Regions from separate parts of the Oryctolagus cuniculus genome. Here regions 2 and 3 are each linked to region 1. A link is a contact called in public Hi-C and Micro-C data. All regions are on one chromosome and are shown on one strand. Each heading gives the region's core, a stretch centred on a gene start, on an enhancer-like site or on the middle of the called end of the contact. The rest is flanking DNA. Distances are from core to core; before and after follow the strand shown. Region 1 overlaps LOC100344092 (guanylate cyclase 2G). Region 2 has its middle 69 kb from the start of GPAM. Region 3 overlaps GPAM (glycerol-3-phosphate acyltransferase, mitochondrial).

Region 1 (2,552 bases), core at 16-2,515:
TTTTTTCTGCTTCATCGCCTTCATCATGGCCTCTGTCCCTGCAATGCCCTACAATGTGTTCTCATATTTGCCTTTTGCCTGGTCTTTCTTGGGGTGGGGAGCAGGGGCAAATACTCCCGGGAGATGCTCTCAGGAACACCTGGGAGCTGTGTACATGGGGCGGGAGGTCAGTGGTTACTATGGCTGGGGCGTTTGAGTAAGGGGGCCCTGGAGAAAGAAGTGAAAGGAAAGGGGTGGCATCAGCTCTCCAGTGTGCCACCGCCGGCCCTGGCATACTCCTCTCCATCACCTCACTCCAGCTAAGAGCAAGACCTTTCTAGAAGACCCTTCTGTCTTGGAGTCCAGTCCCACTACTTCCTGGATGTCTGGTCTGAGGGCTTGGCTTTGTCAGCTGTATAATGGGAATGATGTTAACCCCACCCTTGAAGTATAGATGGAGGACTGATTCTGAACCCATGCACAGGATGCTTCTCTTGGTGTCCAGCTCATAGCAGGAATTAAACAGATTTTCTTATTATTTTGAAAAGATTTTCTTTGCAATGAAATTTCACCTCCAGTGGCCCTTCTGGCTAGGCCATTGCTGACTATGTACCAGGATACATCAAACATCTTGTGCAAAAATGGAATTAAAATGTATGTCTATGCTGCTGCAAAAATTCTGAAATCCATGCAGATTTTGTGTGTGTGTGCAGAATGTGCTTTTTCCATGATTTTTTTTTGAAGTAGTCAAGTAGGCTTGCGAGCAAAGCCCAAGACAATAATCAGCATTTTGTCTGGAAGGAGGCATTTCCCTCATGGAGGTGGCTTCTGCTGGCCCCACTCTGTGACACCAGCCTCTCTGCTGCCTCCCGCAGGGCAAAGGAGAGCAAACCACTTTCTGGTTGAAAGGCAAAGAAGGCCTCACTGTTGCAGTCCCCGAATTTACTGAGGAAGACGTTAACGACCCAGAGACCTTGTGAGGTACGTCTTGTCCTTTAAGATATTTGTGGAATCACATGAAAAGTCTGCAGGGGGGTCCCCTCTTGGACCCCTCTCCATATCCCATCGAAGAAGTGTAATTCCGGGGTCTTAAGTGAATCTCCCACTAGGGGGCGCCATCTGTCTGACTTTCTCTTCCTACCCCTGTGCTGGCTCCAGAGCCAACGTGGATTTGGATGAGCTGAAAATGGTGAACTCATTTCCGGGGGGCGGAGGGAGGGGGGACCAAGACTGGGCTCCCAGCCCTGAGGGACTGCTGTTTTATCTGCCAGATAGCCAGCCCTAGCTGCCAGATATTTCCAGCCCAGTAACTTCTGAATCTGCAGTGAAACACGTCATTCTGGGACCGGGAGGAGCAGGAGGCTGCAGCCTGCAGTCACAGGCGCTTTGCTTTGCAAGGGGGCTGCTTCCTGACCATTAGTGCTTATTTTCCTTATTAGCTAATATGCTTGCCAGGAGATATGAGCCCTTATCAAAGGGATCTCTGGAATTTGTCCAGTATGGGAAAAAACCTCCGAAATCTAGGCTGTTCTTGGCGTCCAGCAGAGCTGAAGTTACTGCGAGTAGACAGGCCCACTGCAGAGGCTGGAAGGCCTTGCTCCGCCCTAAATTCCCGGGAGTGCGGCAGCTTCCACGCAGATCTCATCCTGTCCCCCAAGTATCGCTTACTGCCTTTCCTACTCACCGAGCAAAACCTCTAGCTTGAATTTTAGGTGGGGTCTTTGATTCACTTACGAAGACTTCATTAAATATTTCCAGCACACAAAGACGAGCCCCTCTGTTCCTGCCAGGATTACTTCTCCCTCTTTCCAAAGAACAGGTTTCCGGGTCCGTTCATCTGGTGGTTCCTGTCTTAGATTTACGAGCCACTGATGCATTCTCAGCACTTCTTCATCTGCTGCAGCTCCTCACGTGCAGGCATCGTCTGTGGCATTGCTCCGGAACCTGGCAGAGCAGCTGGGTTTAGGGCATCAGGCCTCATGTTGGTGACCCTTTCCTGCTGAACTTACTCTGTGCCACCCACCACCACACTGTGGGGAGGGGGCACCAAAGACATGACATTCCCTTGATCTTTGGCTTCTTGCAATGGGGGAAAGGAGGCATCCCTAGTGCGAATGCAACTGTTACATTAAAAGGGCTCTAGAAGACGACCTGCAGATTCAGAGATGGCTTGGATAAGGCAATTGTCTGTTATTACCCCATATTTGTATTTTACTCAGTGTGTGTTTACTTCTAGTCCTGGCCCACATGCTTACACACATCATGTTTATGTAATTAGGACTTTGTGACTTCTGTCCTTTTCCTTAACCATTATAAACATGTGGCATCCAGACACATATATACAAAACATACATACAGTTGCACACATAGACATCCATATACATGTGTCATTTACATACATATACACACAGGAACACATACACAACACACATACTGAGTATACACACACATATCTGGAGAGAGAGACAGAGAAGTTTTAGGGATCATAACCATGGATTTTGGTGGAAGCAGTTTCCTACAGTCTATGTCCAGTTTTTTTTTTTTTCTGTGTCCACTGTGAACACAAGGAAGAT
Region 2 (2,552 bases), core at 23-2,522, 150 kb after region 1:
TCTTACACACCATGGAACGCAATGGCTCTACACACATGTGTTTCTTTAAAACGGAAAAGCAGCAGCCATTTGAGCTCGCAGTGGGCAGACTGATTTGTTTCAGGGGAGAAACGCCTGAGCGCAGGGGCGGAGCTGTCGGCCTCACAGGTGGCCACGCCGCTGCTGGCTCCTGAGCAGGTGAGCAGGTGGGCGTGCGGAAAGTCTTGCCAGCCGCCCAAGGGTCAGGGCAGGGTGAGCAGCAGGTGCTCAAACCCAGGCCTGGCCGGGAGAGTCCCGGGTTTCCTTGACCTTGGATGTGCTGAGTCCCTGCTGTCACCACGTGTGGGGGTGGCGTCGGGGATGAGTGAGGGGAGATAGAAGGGAGGCTTGTACTAGGCAGGGGATTTAATCATTGCCAAAAAACAGGTCAAGCCTTTCCCAGGCCCCTTGTCAGCTTCAGGAGTGGCCCCCTCCCCCCAGTCCCCCAGGCCAGGACGGGGGAGGCGGGGGAGAGGCGGGGGGCGGGGCGGGGATGCGCTGGTAGTGGCGGACTGGCCAGGCTCACCGCCCTGCCTCGGGTGACGCAGGAAAGAAGGCTGTGACCTGCGAGGCCATTTCGCAACTTTCTCTCTGCGGAGCCCTGAACAGCCAAGGCAGGGCCTGGCCTGGGGCTGCTCCGGTACAATTGCATTGTCTGCGCATGTGGCCCAGGGTTTTTGTAGCTCCCTGATTCTGTGCCTGGGATCTGGCTGAGGTTGCCTGCGGCTCTGCCCCTCCCAGCTGTGCGACCTGTGCTTGCGTCTGCCTTAACCGCCCTCCCGAACAGGGATTGTGCAATGGGGTAAGGGACATGCACCAAGCGTCTGCTCCAGCCTGGGGCAGCGGAAATGCTTTTTAGATGTGGGCTCCGCCAAGGGGTCTGCCCCTTTCCGGATGGCCTCTCGAGCCACCCTGTAAGCAGGGACAGGAGCCTACGGACGAATGCCTTGGCACCCGCCAGCCCGCTCTGTCTTCCAGAGCGGAACCCAGGCTATGCCCGCACCAGGCAGCAGGGCATTCTGGCTGCGTCCACCAGGGGGCGCCGGGACTTCATCCCCGGGACGGGACCTATGACGGAACGGACAGAGGGCAGAAGGGGTCGGAGTGGGTGTGGCCAGGCGTCTGCGGAGCGCGCAGGGATACTGGCCGTGGCCGCGGACGGCGGGGTGTCCGGCCAGGGCTTTTCGGCCCATTTCGCCGACTCTAGGCTCGCTTGCTCCCAGGGAGGCCGCGCACCGGGTCTGATGGTTGCTCAAGACGCCGGCTCCACACCTGTAAAACGGACCAGCGGGGCAAGCCGGGGAGAGGGTCGCCTTGTGTCTGGGGTCTATGGGAAGACAGGCATCCTACACGCTACCGTGCTGGCTTGGCCGCACAACTGGGCCCTGCAAACTTTGTGCAGGGTGGAGTCGGGCGGAGTCGGGTGGGAGCTGGCAGCCGTGTCGTCCACTAGAGGGCGCCAGCACCCCGCAAACGGCCGCCAGTCGCGGGTGCGGGCTTCCCAGGCTGCTGCGAGCCTGAGCTTCCCGCAGCCTGGACCCCTGCAGCCCCCTGTTCTGCGCCGCCCCTCAGGTGTGGCCGCTGTTTGCTTGGGTACTCGCAGACCAACTGTTGCCCCAGCTGTTGCCAGTGTGAGCCCTGGGGGACCCGTCTAGCGGCCCCAGCGTGTGTCTGCCTGCACAGGCACCTCGGGTCGCCTTGGCACCCTCCCTACAGGGTGGGTTTCTCCGTGCGTTTGCTCTTGTCCTTGTCCCCCTCCCCGCACCTCCGCCCCCCCCCCCAGGGGATGTGGGGGGCTGGCGTGGCCCTGCGCGCAGTTGGAGCTCACTTAAACCACAGGGCGTGTGTGCTCCAGGAGCAGCAAAGCCACCCAGGAGGCTGGCTCTAGGCCTGGCTCCCTCCTCTAGGTGCTTCTGGGCCAGGTTTCTGGGGGGACTATCTCCACATCCCACTCTGGCTTTGGGCTGGGCTCCCACCGCCCACAGGAGGAGCCAGCGAGTGTCATGTGGCCCCGGGGCAGGTGCGTTCAGGCATGGCCTTGGGCCAGGCTTCTCCTGTGGGTCCTGCTGCAGCTTGTGTGCCCACAGCGTCCCCAGGCGGAGGTGTCAGTTTGGTGGAAGTGGCGGTTGGTGCCACTGATCCCTCCCATATCTCTGGACTTGCTAGACAGGGCTGGGTGCAGAGTTCTTGTCGGGGTTTCAGCCTCACTCACTGAGTGCTGGGCCTGCTTGCCCTGTTGGTCTTCTCCTCGTGGGGATGCTCCTGTCCCAGCAACCATTCCTCCCATCTGAAAAGAGCCACCTGCTGGGGTCGTCCAGCCACGGGCTTGTCTGAAAGGCTAGGGTATTCGTTGGTCAGGGATCTGGGTGAAGACCTCCATCGTGATGAGCGCCTTGGAGGTGAAGGTCGGGCAGAGTCTGAGGACTCTGTGCAGTGCTGGAGGGGATGACGTGGGGACACTGGTGGGGTGCACGTGGTGATGTCACCAGGCCATGGGCTGCCAGGACTGCTGGGGGAACTGCTTTGGGCTGGAG
Region 3 (2,552 bases), core at 21-2,520, 130 kb after region 1:
TTTTTAAAGATATATTTGAAAGGCAGAGTGAAAGAAAAAGGGAGAGAAAGACACACATATACAGAGAGAGAGAGAGAGAGAGAGAATGAGAGAGAGAGGTCTTCGATCTGGTGGTTCATTCCCTAGATGGCTGCAATGGCCAGGGCTGGCCCAGGCTGATTGCTAGAACTCCATCTAGGCGTCCCACAGGGGTGGCAGGGGTCAAGCACTTAGGGCCTCATATGCTGCTTTTACAGTTGCATTAGCATGAAGCTGGATCAGAGGTAGAGCTGCCAGACTGGGAACTGGCACTGACATATGGGATGCTGGGGTCATAGGCAATGGGTCCCACCTCCTGGGCCACAATGCCGGCTCCATGAAAGTGGTGACATTTTGGATGTGCTATAAAAGGAGGCATCATCCTTTATGCATTCTTTCTGCCTGTAGATTTTGGAAGTGATACACCAACAGTTAATTTATTCACAACTAAAGAGCATAATTTGGCCAGGAGAGTGTTTCAAGCATAATAAAGTATGTTATGGAGGAGAACAGTCTATAGGAATAATTTATTTATTGTTCAGATTTAAAATCTCCTAATTGGCAGTACCTCATACCTTTGTGGATTAATCCCACATGATTTACTGTGTAATAGAGTGGAATTGTTCAAGGCTAATTTCCAAAACCTTTTCAGACCCAACGATGCTGCCGATGAAGGTGTCGATGGGTCCGTGAGTGAGTCCAGAAACGTCGCCGATGAGTCCTTCCGCAGGAGGCTGATTGCAAATCTGGCCGAGCACATTCTGTTCAGTGAGTGGAGGACCCCATCCTGTGATCTCACAGCTCGTGGGCAGAGCGGTGCAGTCCACCCCACACAGCTTTTGGAATCCGCTGAGGTTGCTTTCCACGCCCAGTTCTATTACCAATATTCCCCAGTGGTGATACTTAGGATATTAGACAGAAGGGGATATTGTGAGGATTTGAGAGGATATTCATAAAATATCTTACCTGGTTTCTGCTCATTAGAAGGTGCCAATATTCTTGTGTTTCTTGTGTTTTGTAAACTATTATTATCAAAATGCCTCATGGCCTCTTTTGCTAATGAAGATGTGTTTTGAGCTAATTTGTGCTACAATATCTAGATTTACAGTTGCATATTCCTTTCTCCTTTGACGCCAGGAGTGCTTTTATTCAGCAAATATTGAGTGGCTCTTATGGGTAAAGCTTTGTTTTAGCTGTTGGGACTGCAGATTGGATATGAGTGGTTCTGCACGCCAAGAGCTTCTGTTCTTAGTGAAGTAGTCGTACACAAATGACTCAAGTGGGAGAGGCCCAGCGCCAAGTGGGGTTGAATGCAAGGCTAACCTTCATTGAGTTCCAAGTCGCAGCCGTGTGTCCTGTGGGAGAGGTTGCTGTAAGATGCTGAGGCAGCACCGTGGTCCCTTGGCGGTCAGCTGCAGGGGATGGGGGTCTCTTCCAGGCCCCTGGGCCCCGGTCGTGGTCAGATTTCCCACTTCCTGCCCATGCTGTGGTGTGGGCTTCCTTCCCTCTTCTTGCTGCTTCTGCTCTGGCTGCTCCCTCTCCCTCCTGCCTCTAGACTGGAAGATTCTTTCCTATCACATCTGTTTGTGTCTCTCCCCGGCCTAAAATCTGGATGTGAAAAATAATACTTCCTGATTGTCAAAAGATGAAACAGGTAGCAAGTACTTAAATAACCAGCATCATTGCTCCCTGGTCTCCAAAAACATTTTATACAGTTTTATAAGTGTGTTCCACTTATAACACAAATGCTTTAAGAAACTAAATATAACATTTCCTTTTAATGGTTATAAATACAGTCCTGGATTTTTTTTAGTACGCTGAAGACAACTTCAGTTAAGAGTGCAGTTTTCGGGCCGGTGCTGTGGCTCACTTGGTTAATCCTCCGCCTGCAGCACTGGCATCCATATGGGTGCCAGGTTCTAGTCCCGATTGCTCCTCTTCCAGTCCATCTCTGTACTGTGGCCTGGGAGGGCAGTGGAGGATGGTCCAAGTCCTTGGGCCCTGCACCCGCATGGGAGACCAGGAAGAAGCATGTGGCTCCTAGCTTCGGATTGGCTGTAGTGGTCATCTGGGGAGTGAACCAACGGAACGGAGACCTTTCTCTCTGTCTCTCTCTCACTGTCTATAACTCTACCTGTCAAATAAGTTAAAAAAAGAAAAAAGAGTGCAGTTTTCATGGATTCATTGTCATCTCTCAGTAAAGTCACAAACAATACCTTTAATTCCGATTATTCCATGGATGAGCTCATACTTGATTTCTACGATTATCATTTTCTGTGAATTCAAAGTGTTGCATTATGCCCTACCATCATTCTTAAATATGTTTTTCCCTGTCTTTCCTTACCTCTGGGCCAGGTTGGAAAGAGGAACTGCAAATATATTGAGCACCTAGTCCTAGAAGCTTTGTGCCAGGCCATCATTTCCCTCTCAGCTCACTGAGCTGGCTGGTGTTTTCATTGTACCCATGAGGAAACCAAACCTCAGAAATTTAAGTCATTTGCCCAAGTCATGAAATTAATTAGTGTAGAGATTAG

The links. A called contact is a pair of places that touch in the nucleus more often than the background predicts.
Region 2: a Micro-C map of ear pinna shows a contact between it and region 1, with 2.8 times the contacts expected there. The contact joins two enhancer-like sites. A contact is called at or near these places in 2 of 6 Hi-C or Micro-C datasets (ear pinna and an unstated tissue).
Region 3: a contact with region 1 is called in a Hi-C map of embryonic fibroblasts, with 2.8 times the contacts expected there. The contact joins two enhancer-like sites. A contact is called at or near these places in 3 of 6 Hi-C or Micro-C datasets (embryonic fibroblasts, psoas muscle and skin fibroblasts).

The regions. Positions count from the first base shown.
Region 1 is chr15:17,909,021-17,911,572 of mOryCun1.1, forward strand. It overlaps LOC100344092 (guanylate cyclase 2G), which reads left to right. Exons shown (of 22, transcript XM_051823695.2): 21 at 855-960. The coding sequence ends at 959. Among named protein-coding and RNA genes, the nearest start is that of TECTB, 19 kb to the right of the region's middle. Within about 2 kb of position 1,266, at least 6 of the 8 cell types and tissues checked have an H3K27ac peak or open chromatin away from gene starts, as enhancers often do. A contact at or near this core is called in ear pinna, where this site is marked.
Region 2 is chr15:18,060,194-18,062,745 of mOryCun1.1, forward strand. No RefSeq gene overlaps it. Among named protein-coding and RNA genes, the nearest start is that of GPAM, 69 kb to the left of the region's middle. Within about 2 kb of position 1,273, at least 6 of the 8 cell types and tissues checked have an H3K27ac peak or open chromatin away from gene starts, as enhancers often do. A contact at or near this core is called in ear pinna, where this site is marked.
Region 3 is chr15:18,039,276-18,041,827 of mOryCun1.1, forward strand. GPAM (glycerol-3-phosphate acyltransferase, mitochondrial) reads left to right here. Exons shown (of 21, transcript XM_008270504.4): 13 at 671-786. Among named protein-coding and RNA genes, the nearest start is that of GPAM, 48 kb to the left of the region's middle. Within about 2 kb of position 1,271, at least 1 of the 8 cell types and tissues checked has an H3K27ac peak or open chromatin away from gene starts, as enhancers often do.